Regions from separate parts of the Sus scrofa genome. Here region 1 is linked to region 2. A link is a contact called in public Hi-C data. All regions are on one chromosome and are shown on one strand. The core of a region is the stretch at or near the end of the contact, and the rest is flanking DNA. Distances in the headings are between cores, read along the strand shown.

What was found. A called contact is a pair of places that touch in the nucleus more often than the background predicts.
Region 1: a Hi-C map of skeletal muscle shows a contact between it and region 2, with 6 times the contacts expected there. The contact joins the promoter of SCYL1 here to the enhancer-like site in region 2. A contact is called at or near these places in 1 of 5 promoter capture datasets (fetal liver), 8 of 47 Hi-C or Micro-C datasets (embryonic fibroblasts, fetal heart ventricle, heart right ventricle and 5 more) and 1 of 2 datasets of contacts at active chromatin or transcription factors (alveolar macrophages).

Annotation. Positions count from the first base shown.
Region 1 is chr2:6,730,764-6,735,396 of Sscrofa11.1, forward strand. It overlaps SCYL1 (N-terminal kinase-like protein), which reads right to left and starts at 2,714. Exons shown (of 18, transcript XM_003122558.5): 1 at 2,509-2,714; 2 at 2,019-2,159; 3 at 1,696-1,818; 4 at 1,387-1,613; 5 at 862-952; 6 at 629-784. The coding sequence starts at 2,619.
Region 2 is chr2:6,506,130-6,510,538 of Sscrofa11.1, forward strand. LOC100511545 reads left to right here. Exons shown (of 6, transcript XR_002341440.1): 3 at 2,335-2,487. Among named protein-coding and RNA genes, the nearest start is that of SNX32, 20 kb to the left of the region's middle. Within about 2 kb of position 2,137, at least 34 of the 83 cell types and tissues checked have an H3K27ac peak or open chromatin away from gene starts, as enhancers often do. A contact at or near this core is called in alveolar macrophages, omental adipose tissue, retroperitoneal adipose tissue and 2 more, where this site is marked.

The DNA.
Region 1 (4,633 bases), core at 1,464-3,963, 230 kb after region 2:
TCCCTCTGCCTGGAACATTCTTCCCCGGGTACCATCCCCGTGCCTCCCACCTTCACACTCTTCAGGTCTCAGCTCAAATCACCCCTAAGAGAGCCCTTCCCTGAGCACCCCACCCTCACTCTCCTGGCCTTATCCCCATCCCAGGAAGCACATGTTTCTTCCTTTATGTTTTCTGTCCCTTTCTCCCAGTGAGATGGAGGCCTGGTCCAATTATCCTCAGCTGGATCATCCTTGGGGGGCAGGGGTCTGAGCCTGACTCTCCCTCCCCACCCTGCTACCCACACCACAGCCCAGCATCAGGACAGGTCTAGAATGTAAGTGTGCAGTTAACAGGGGGCCAGGAGCAGACACTAAGCTCCTACTAGGGGCCAAGCACTATACCACGCACTTCAAACTCACTGACTCCTCACCAAACTTCTTTGAAGTAGGTACTATTATTGGGACTGAGTGTCAGCCAAGGGAAGTCACACATAAATAACAGTTGGAGCCAAGGTTTAAGCACAGAGAGCCTAGCTCTACAGTCTGTGCTCATCTCCAAGGGTCTAATTCTCAGGGGGCCTGAAAAGTGGGTGGTGGAGACTGGGTGAAGAACGTCGGGCCAAAGCCCACAGTGGGGCAGGGGGCTCACCTGAATCTCTTCCAGGAAGAGGTTGGTCTCCACAAAGCGGTTGTTCATGAAGCCTCCAGGCGCCCGGCAGTTCTGCAGGAAGCGGGCTGGGTTGGGACGAACCTTGGGGTTGGCTCCGACCAGCTCACAGTAATGGGGCACCAGTGATTTGGGGATCTGTGGGAGAAGCAGCAAGGTCAGGGCAGGGGCCACCTGGCTGGCGGACAGGGGCTGGGGTGGGGTCAGATATTCACCTTTCCAGGGTTTCGCAGGGCGGCTGCACGAGGTAGGGGCCCATTGAAGACTTCCCAGATGAGGCAGCCCAGGCGCCACATGTCGGCTGACCTGAGGCAGTGACCAGAGCTGCTCAAGGCCCAGCCACCTGCCAGCATAAAACTCCAACCTATGCTGAGCACCAGGCACTCACTGCATGGCAGACCCTGTGCTCTGTTCCTCAGCTCATCCTCCCATCAGCCCCGAGAAGTAGGTTTCATCAGCCCCATTTGACAGATAAGGAAACTGAGGCTCAGAGAAGCAAAGACACCCACCCCGGGTGACACAATTTTCAAATTCAGAACCACCTAACCCCAAAGTCTGTGTTTATCCTGCCCTACTTCCCTGAGGATCCTCGGAGCAAGGAGTGGGCCCACCCTGAGGACCCTGGTCCCCTCCCAGCTGGGCAGCAAGGGACAAGGGAGTGACATATAATCTAGGGGGCCCGAAGCTGCAGGGGCTTCCAGAACAGGGCAGGTTGGGGCATGCCGCCCCCAGTCACCCACCACTTCTCTCTGACTGCTTTGCCACTGCCATCGGCCAACTCTGGGGGATCGTACTGCTCAAGTTCGGGGACCCCCTTGCGGGGAGGACCCCCACCATTGCCCTGCGCCGAATACATGTAGTCCAGGCCCCCAAGCTTCCACTCCCCAGCGCGGTCCACGAACACAGCGGCCATGCAGACATTATTGTGGATGAGGCTGCAGTCGTTGACCAGGAAGCTGAGGGCTTTCTGGGGACAGAAGGAGCCATCACAGCCCTGTACCTGCAGCCCCCCCATCCCTGCAATCATCACCACTACCCCCCCACCTCACCACAATTTGGTGTAGCCCCCAGGAGAGCTCCATCTCCCTCAGATCACCAGTCTCTGTTCGAGCCTTGAGGTACGCTGCCAGCGGGGTCACAGCCTCCGTCACCACGTGGAGGCATTTTTCTGTCTGAAGAAGGACGTGGAGTATCAGCGCAGAGTGGAGAAGAAGCAGGGGGATGAGAGACGTGATGGGGACCGGGTGGAGAAGGGGAAGTCAAATCTGGGGGTTACTGGGGCAGGGGGCTGGGAAGGGGCAGGAAGGCAGGAGCAGGAGACTGGGAGAAAGTGAGGGGCAGAGACAGAGCAGACTGAGCGGCCGGTAGGTACCTCCAGCCCATCGATGTAGGCCAGGATGTTGGGGTGCCGGAGAGTTTTGAGGCGCTTGAAGGCGGCTTTGGCCACCTGGGTTTGCTCTTCGGCGCCGGGCTTCACATCATAGACGAAGATGGACACCGGGCTGCCTGTGGCCTGGGGCAGAACAGAGGGGCCTCAGGGGTGTGGGCCGAGCCCCAAGCTGACCACTCCATCTCCGAGATGGTCCCCGGAGCTAAGTACCGGAAAGGAAGACCCGCCGGCCGGGTCTCCCCCCAGGACAGCCCTTGGGGACTGAGTCGGGCCCACGTAACCCCGGTTGGGTGCGCCTGTTGGTCCCTCGGTCCTTCCGCCCGCCACGTCGGCACTACCCGTCCCCCTCCCCCGGCCCGTTGCCCTAGAGGCTCCGCAGCCACGTCAGGCGGGGCGCGACGCGGCGGGGCCGGCGGCGCTGACTAGGCGAGACCGAGGTCGGCCGAGGCCTGCGGAGCGGGGCCGCGCTCACCTTCTTGCGGCCGCGGTGCAGGGCCCAGGGTCCGGGCGGGCTGCCCTCGGGAGGTTCCGGGCTGAGCTCAAACGGGAAATCCCGGACCGGGTCCCGAGCAAAGAACCACATCGTCCCCGCCGCCGCCGCCGCCGCCGCCGCCGCCGCGGCCTCGGGCGCTTCAGCTCCGGGTCCTCCCGCTGCCCGAGCCGGGGCGGGGCGGGGCGGGGGCGGGACGGGGGCGGGGTCGGCCGTGGCGAGGGCGGGTCTGTGTGGGCGGGGCCTCGTGGGGGCGGGGCTGGTGGGCGGGGCGGGGCTGGTGGGCGGGGCGGGGATCCGAGGGCGGCAGGTACTGGGGAGACCAACCCTCCTTCACCCCCTGCCCTGGCGGATCACCCAAACTCTCAGGGCCTCTGTGTCTTTATATCTAAAATGTGGAAAGCCTGAGAAGGGACAGAGGATAGGGAAACGGAGACAAGGAGGCGGGGAGATGGGGAGACGCCAGAGGAAATCGTCAGAGAGACAGACATGAAGGGGTGCAGGGTTCAGTGAGGAGTGAGGAAGAGACTTAGAGAAGATGACTCTCCCCAAACCAGACGCTCTCCCACACCAGCCAGTGGGCACCTCCAGGATGCGGTGAGGATCAAGTTGGTGGAATGACTGAGTGACCAGGGAAGAGGCACAAGGAAGCAAAGCCGGTGAGAAGGAGCGTGGGTGAGAGGCAGAGAGGGAAGCAAAGGTCCTGAGGAGGTCTAGGAACCCTGAGACAGGGAGAGGGGACCTGGGGAGGGGAAAGGCAGTGACCCCAGGAAAGAAGGGTAGGAGGAACAGCCCAGCAAGTTCAGAAGAAGCCAGGAGGCCAGGAGGGGCCCCTGCTCTCCTGGGCTCAGTAGAACTGGCTCTGTGTCTCCAGGGTCAGCACCTCCAGACCCCAGCACCTGTGCAGATAGGGGCTGTCAGTGGCAGAATGGTGTCAACAGCTCAAATGCCATTCATGCTGGAGGAGACCCAGCTCCTTAGCTGGACAGAGCCCAGCATCCAGGAGGGGCTGGGCTGGCAATGGTTTCTCCAAAAGTAAGGTCACGTTCATTACAACACTATTTACAATAGCCAAAACATGGAAACAAGCTAAATGTCCATCGACAGAGGAGTGGATCAAGAAGATGTGGTACATATACACAATGGAATATTACTCAGCCATTAAAAAGAACGAAATACCAGCATTTTTTGCAACATGAATGGACCTAGAAACTATCATTCTAAGTGAAGTCAGCCAGACAATGAGACACCAACATCAAATGCTTTCACTCACATGTGGAATCTGAAAAAAGGACAGACTGAACTTCTTTGCAGAACAGATGCTGACTCACAGACATTGAAAAACTTATCGTCTTCGGAGGAGACAGTTTAGGGGGTGAGGGGATGTGCTTGGGCTGTGGGATGGAAATCCTGTGAAATCAAATTGTTATGATCATTATACAACTACAGATGTAATAAATTCATTTGAGTAATTAAAATAAAATAAAAAGATTTTAAAAAATAAAACAAAACACAAAGGAAATTAAAACTTGTTCATCACTATGTGTCAAACACTGTATCAGGCAGTTCTGCACACAGTAACCCACTTGGAAGTTACTTGGCCTCTCTGTGCCTTATTTCCTTGTCTGTACAAACAAACCTCCTGGTGCTAGAATTTCATCAGTACTGTTTTTTTAAAAAAAGAAAGAGACTGAGGTTCTATATGCAAGATACTCAGAACAAGGCCTGCAACTGAAAGTGCTCAATAAATGTGAGGAGTTTATTTCATTCAAAACAAAACAAAACAAAACAAAAAAAGGTCACATGGAACCCAGGGTTGGGGACAGTCTTGCAGCTGCATCCTACAGAAGATGGATGAGATGCTGGAATTAATTAGGAAACATCTGGCTGGGATGCCTTTGGGAGCAGGTTCAAGGGCAGGGATGCCAAAGTCAGTAGGCTGGGTTCACTGGCTGTGGAGACTCACCTTACCTGGGAGCCTCGGTTCCCCCATCTGTAAATTGGGGTGGACGGTGCCCTGTGCCTCACCTGACACCGCTCCTCAGCAGTGACTCGTTCTCCCTTTTCTTGTTCAAGTACCCATGCAGGATGCTGGGAGGAGGATCCG
Region 2 (4,409 bases), core at 887-3,386:
TCCTAGTGGCCTAGCCTTTCAGGGCTTGGTGTGGTCACTGCTATGACTTGGGATGGATCCCAGGCCCCAGAACTTCTGCATGCCTCAGGTGCAGAAAAAAATAAATAAATAAAAAGTTTTAAATTAAGCAAAAGGATTTTGGAGTTCCCATTTTGGCTCAGCAGGTTAAGAACCCAACTAAATAGTATGCATGAGGATTCGGGTCTATCCCTGGCCTCACTCAGTGGGTTATGGATCAAGCATTACCATAAGCTGAGATATAGGTCACAGATGTGGCTCCTGCGTTGCTGTGGCTGCGGTGTAGGCCAACAGATATAGCTCCGATTTGACCCCAAGCCTGGGAATCTCCATATGCCTCAGAAAAAGTGAAATGATCCCCGACTCCCACCCCCCCATCCCCCTATCCCCCCATCCCCCACCCCCGTCCCTCCGTCTCTGATTGTGTCCTTTCTGTTTCTGGCCAGCCATCACCAACCCCTGTGATTCATTTATATGCTTATTCAAAAGAAATTGATCATGTGTCCGCTGTGCAATAGGTGTCATGATAGGTAGGTACTGGGGACCCACGGGACCACACAGGTCCCTGCATTTAGGGAAGTCATAATGTAGAGGGATTTAGACACTAAACGTAAATTATCAGAAAATCGATTTAAGTTGTGATAAATGCTTATAAGAAAAAATGTTTTAAAATCATGTTTAAAACATTTTTGGGAGTTCTGTCATGGTGCAGCAGAAATGAATTTGACTAGGAACCATGAGGTTTCGGGTTTGGTCTCTGGCCTGGCTCAGTGGGTTAAGGATCTGGCTTGCTGTGAGCTGTGGTGTAGGTCGCAGACGTGGCTCAGGTCTCAAGTTGCTGTGGCTGTGGTGTAGGCTGGCAGCTGTAGCTCAGATTGGACCCCTAGCCTGGGAATTTCCATATGCTGTGGGTGTGGCCCTAAAAAAAAAAAGCAAAAAAAACAAAAACAAAAACAAACAAACAAAAAAAACCCCCAAACAAACCCCAAACCAAAAGCATTTGTGAAGTTATTAAAGCTCCTGGGAGGGAGATGGCAGTAGCTATGAAAGCTTAGACTAACACGACGATATTGTTTTTCTATTGGTGCCCCTTTGGGTCAGAGATGCTGGAGGGAAAGATCACATCAGGAAGGGACCTGCACATTATGTCAGGGCAGAGAGTAGGAAGACAGGGAAAGGTAGCAAACAGTGGTACTTCATCCATTCCCTCCTGAGGACAGCCCTTTGAGGTAGTCGGGGCAGTTACTGCGACCCTTTTATAGATGTGGAAGCTGAGATTTAGAAGGTCCTGTCTTGGGAGTTCCCGTCGTGGCGCAGTGGTTATCGAATCTGACTAGGAACCATGAGGTTGCGGGTTTGATCCCTGGCCTTGCTCAGTGGGTTAAGGATCCGGTGTTGCCATGAGCTGTGGTGTAGGTCGCAGACGCAGCTCAGATCCCAAGTTGCTGTGGCTGTGGCGTAGGCTGGTGGCTACAGCTCCGATTAGATCCCTAGCCTGGGAACCTCCATATGCCACGGGAGCAGCCCTAGAAAAGGCAAAAAGAGCAAAAAAAAAAAAAGTCCTGTCTTTCCTAAGGCCAGCTGGCAGGTCTTGGATTTAATGTCTCCTCAGCCCTCTGTCTGGCAGAGCTGAAAAGCTTTTGGCCCAATAGGGGGCAGTGGCACACCAGGTTGGAAGACCTGCACGCACACCCTGGACTGGTCCCACTCCACCCAGCCCAGCCGGCGTGCTCCCAGCCCTCCAGCAGAGGGCACTGCTAGGCTGGCCTCTGAGCCACTTCCCCAGACCTCCCGGGGGTCCTTCCCTCTGGCCCCCTCCCGGCCCACCCTCCCACTGAGACTCCAGACCCAGCAAACACTCAGCACCCTCGGGCCTCTTCTTACACGCTGATGTGTGCATCTGTGTTTTCCTGGATGATCGTTTCTTAATCACGCTGTGGAATAGCAAATCTGGGCTAGTGACCAAGTCACTCAAGTAATGAGCTAGGGATCGCCAAGACGTTGGTATAGCCCCAGGGCAGGAGCCGCCAAAAAATGCTAGTGTGGCCTAGTCCTGGTGGCCACATGGTACAGTGGGGCCACTGTAGTGCCACCACCGCACGTCCGTCATGTAGGAGCGATCATCAGGTCTCTTTAGGCAGGATGACCTGGCAGCATTTCCACCCCACCCACAGCTAGTTTCGCTTTCCTAATGTTGTTAAAAAGTGCCTTCTAACTGAAGTAGGGTGGTTGAACGGGTTCCAACATTTTGCTTAATTTTTTGTGTGATCCTTGCAGATTGCTTCCTACTAGTGGGTCTCTTTCCTTTTCTCTTAGGAAGATGCCCAGGACTGTTCTTTGGCATTTGTCCAAAGTCCAGGACTGTGGTTTCATTTTAACCATAAAACCTTCTTTGGGAAGAATTGCTTTTCAATCTGGAAAGAGCCAGGCTGATACAGAGCAGTAACACCTCCTGCCTGGAACCTGCAGGTGAGCTTATGTTCATTTACTGCCGATATAGCTGTTTTGAGGCAGGGGAGGAGGGTGATTCGATGGGAAAAAAAACAAAAAACGAAAATGGTGGATAGTTGGGTTTGGAGGACTCTTTGAATGTCTGCTTTAATCCACGTGATAAACTCTGGTGTCAAAGGAGAGGGGGCCGCGAGAGGGAGTTGAGCGGTGAAACCATTGAGAGGTCGCTGCGTTCACCTGCTGAGTGCAGCAGAGAAAGGCTTCTTCCTCAGGCTGTCCTCTGGGTACCCACGGGGGATCAGTTTTCTAGAACGAGCTCGATTTCTGATGACAGAAGACACTGGCCCTTTGCCAGGCCACACAGCAATTCGCAGTTCTGAAAACGTGGTCCACGGAGAGGCCTGTCAGCAGTGACAGCGTTATCTCGTCGGGAATGACCCTCGAGAGGCGGTGAAGCCCACCCAGCACGTCCTGAGCTCCCGGCGCTGGTCGGGGTACCTCCGGTTCCTCCTCTTCCCTCACAAGGCAAGTCCTTCAGCAATAACTCCCTGCATTTGTAGGACCTGAAACAATCTTTGATACAGCAAGACAGAAATCAGTTATCTGCCTTTTTTTCAGTTTAAGCAACAGACTTCTTCTTTGGTGATAAAAAAAAAAAAATCAAAGATAAAAAGGAAATGGACCATGCCATGAGACTAACTCTAGAAAAAAAATGATTTGTGCTGTTGCAGCTGAGGCAGACAATTCACAGAAATAGTCTTCACCCCCCCCCAAAAAAAAGGAAAGAAGAGAAACAAACCAACAAAAGGAATAGTCTTCACTTTACCAGAGATCCATTTAAATACGAATCTCTTCTGGAACTTTTAAGGGCGGGGTGGGGGTGGGGGGTAGAAAAACGAAAGGCCAACTATGGGAGGCGAAGGGGAGTCTTAACTGAAACAAAGGGTCTGATTCCCCAGTGAGTTGGGAAGAGCTGCAGCTTCCATTTAGAAAAATCTGAACTTGTGCAGACGTCGGGGCAGGTGTGCAAAGCCAGGTATCGCCGTGCTGGCCTGGTCAGTCCTGCAGAGGCTCCTAACGCAGAGACTGTGCCTCCCCAGCTCCTCGCTGCTCTGGTTCCTCGTTCAAAACCCTCAATGAGAAGTCCCTCCCCATCGTGGTGCCGTGGAAACGAATCTAACTGGTATCCATGAGGATGTGGGTTCAATCCCTGGCCTCGGTCAGTGTGTTGGGGATGGAACTGTGGTGTAAGTTGCAGACGCAGCTCGGATCCCGTGTGGCTGCGGCTGTGGTGTAGGCTGGCAGCTGTAGCTCTGGTTCGACCGCTAGCCTGGGAACTTGCATCTGTCATGGGTGCAGCCCTAAAAAGCAAACAAAACAAAACAAACCCCTCAATGAATCTCAGATCAACCCATTTGTGGCTTAGATTTGCAGCGGGTCAGAAGGGTCCATCCGCTAGTGACCTCATCTGGCACAGCCTCAGAATCCCGTGCTTCTCACTGCTCTTGCCTCCCGAAGGGGGCCAAACAAGAAGAGAGAAAGCAAAAGTTTCACATGCTCAGAGGAAGACACGCTTACAGAGATGAATTTAAAAAGAAAGCGAGCAGAGTTCCCGTCGTGGCGCAGTGGTTAATGAATCTGACTAGGAAGCATGAGGTTGTGGGTTCGATCCCTGGCCTCGCTCAGTGGGTTAAGGATCCAGCGTTGCCGTGAGCTGTGGTGTAGGTTGCAGACGCTGCTCAGATCCCACGTTGCTGTGGCTCTGGTGTAGGCCGGCGGCTACAGCTCTGATTCAACCCCTAGCCTGGGAACCTCCATATGTCGAGGGAGCAGCCCAAGAAATGGCAAAAAGACAAAAAAAAAAAAAAATAAAATAAAATAAAATAAAATAAAATAAATAAATAAATAAGCGAGCAAGCTGCGTTCCTCTGGGAGTTTGA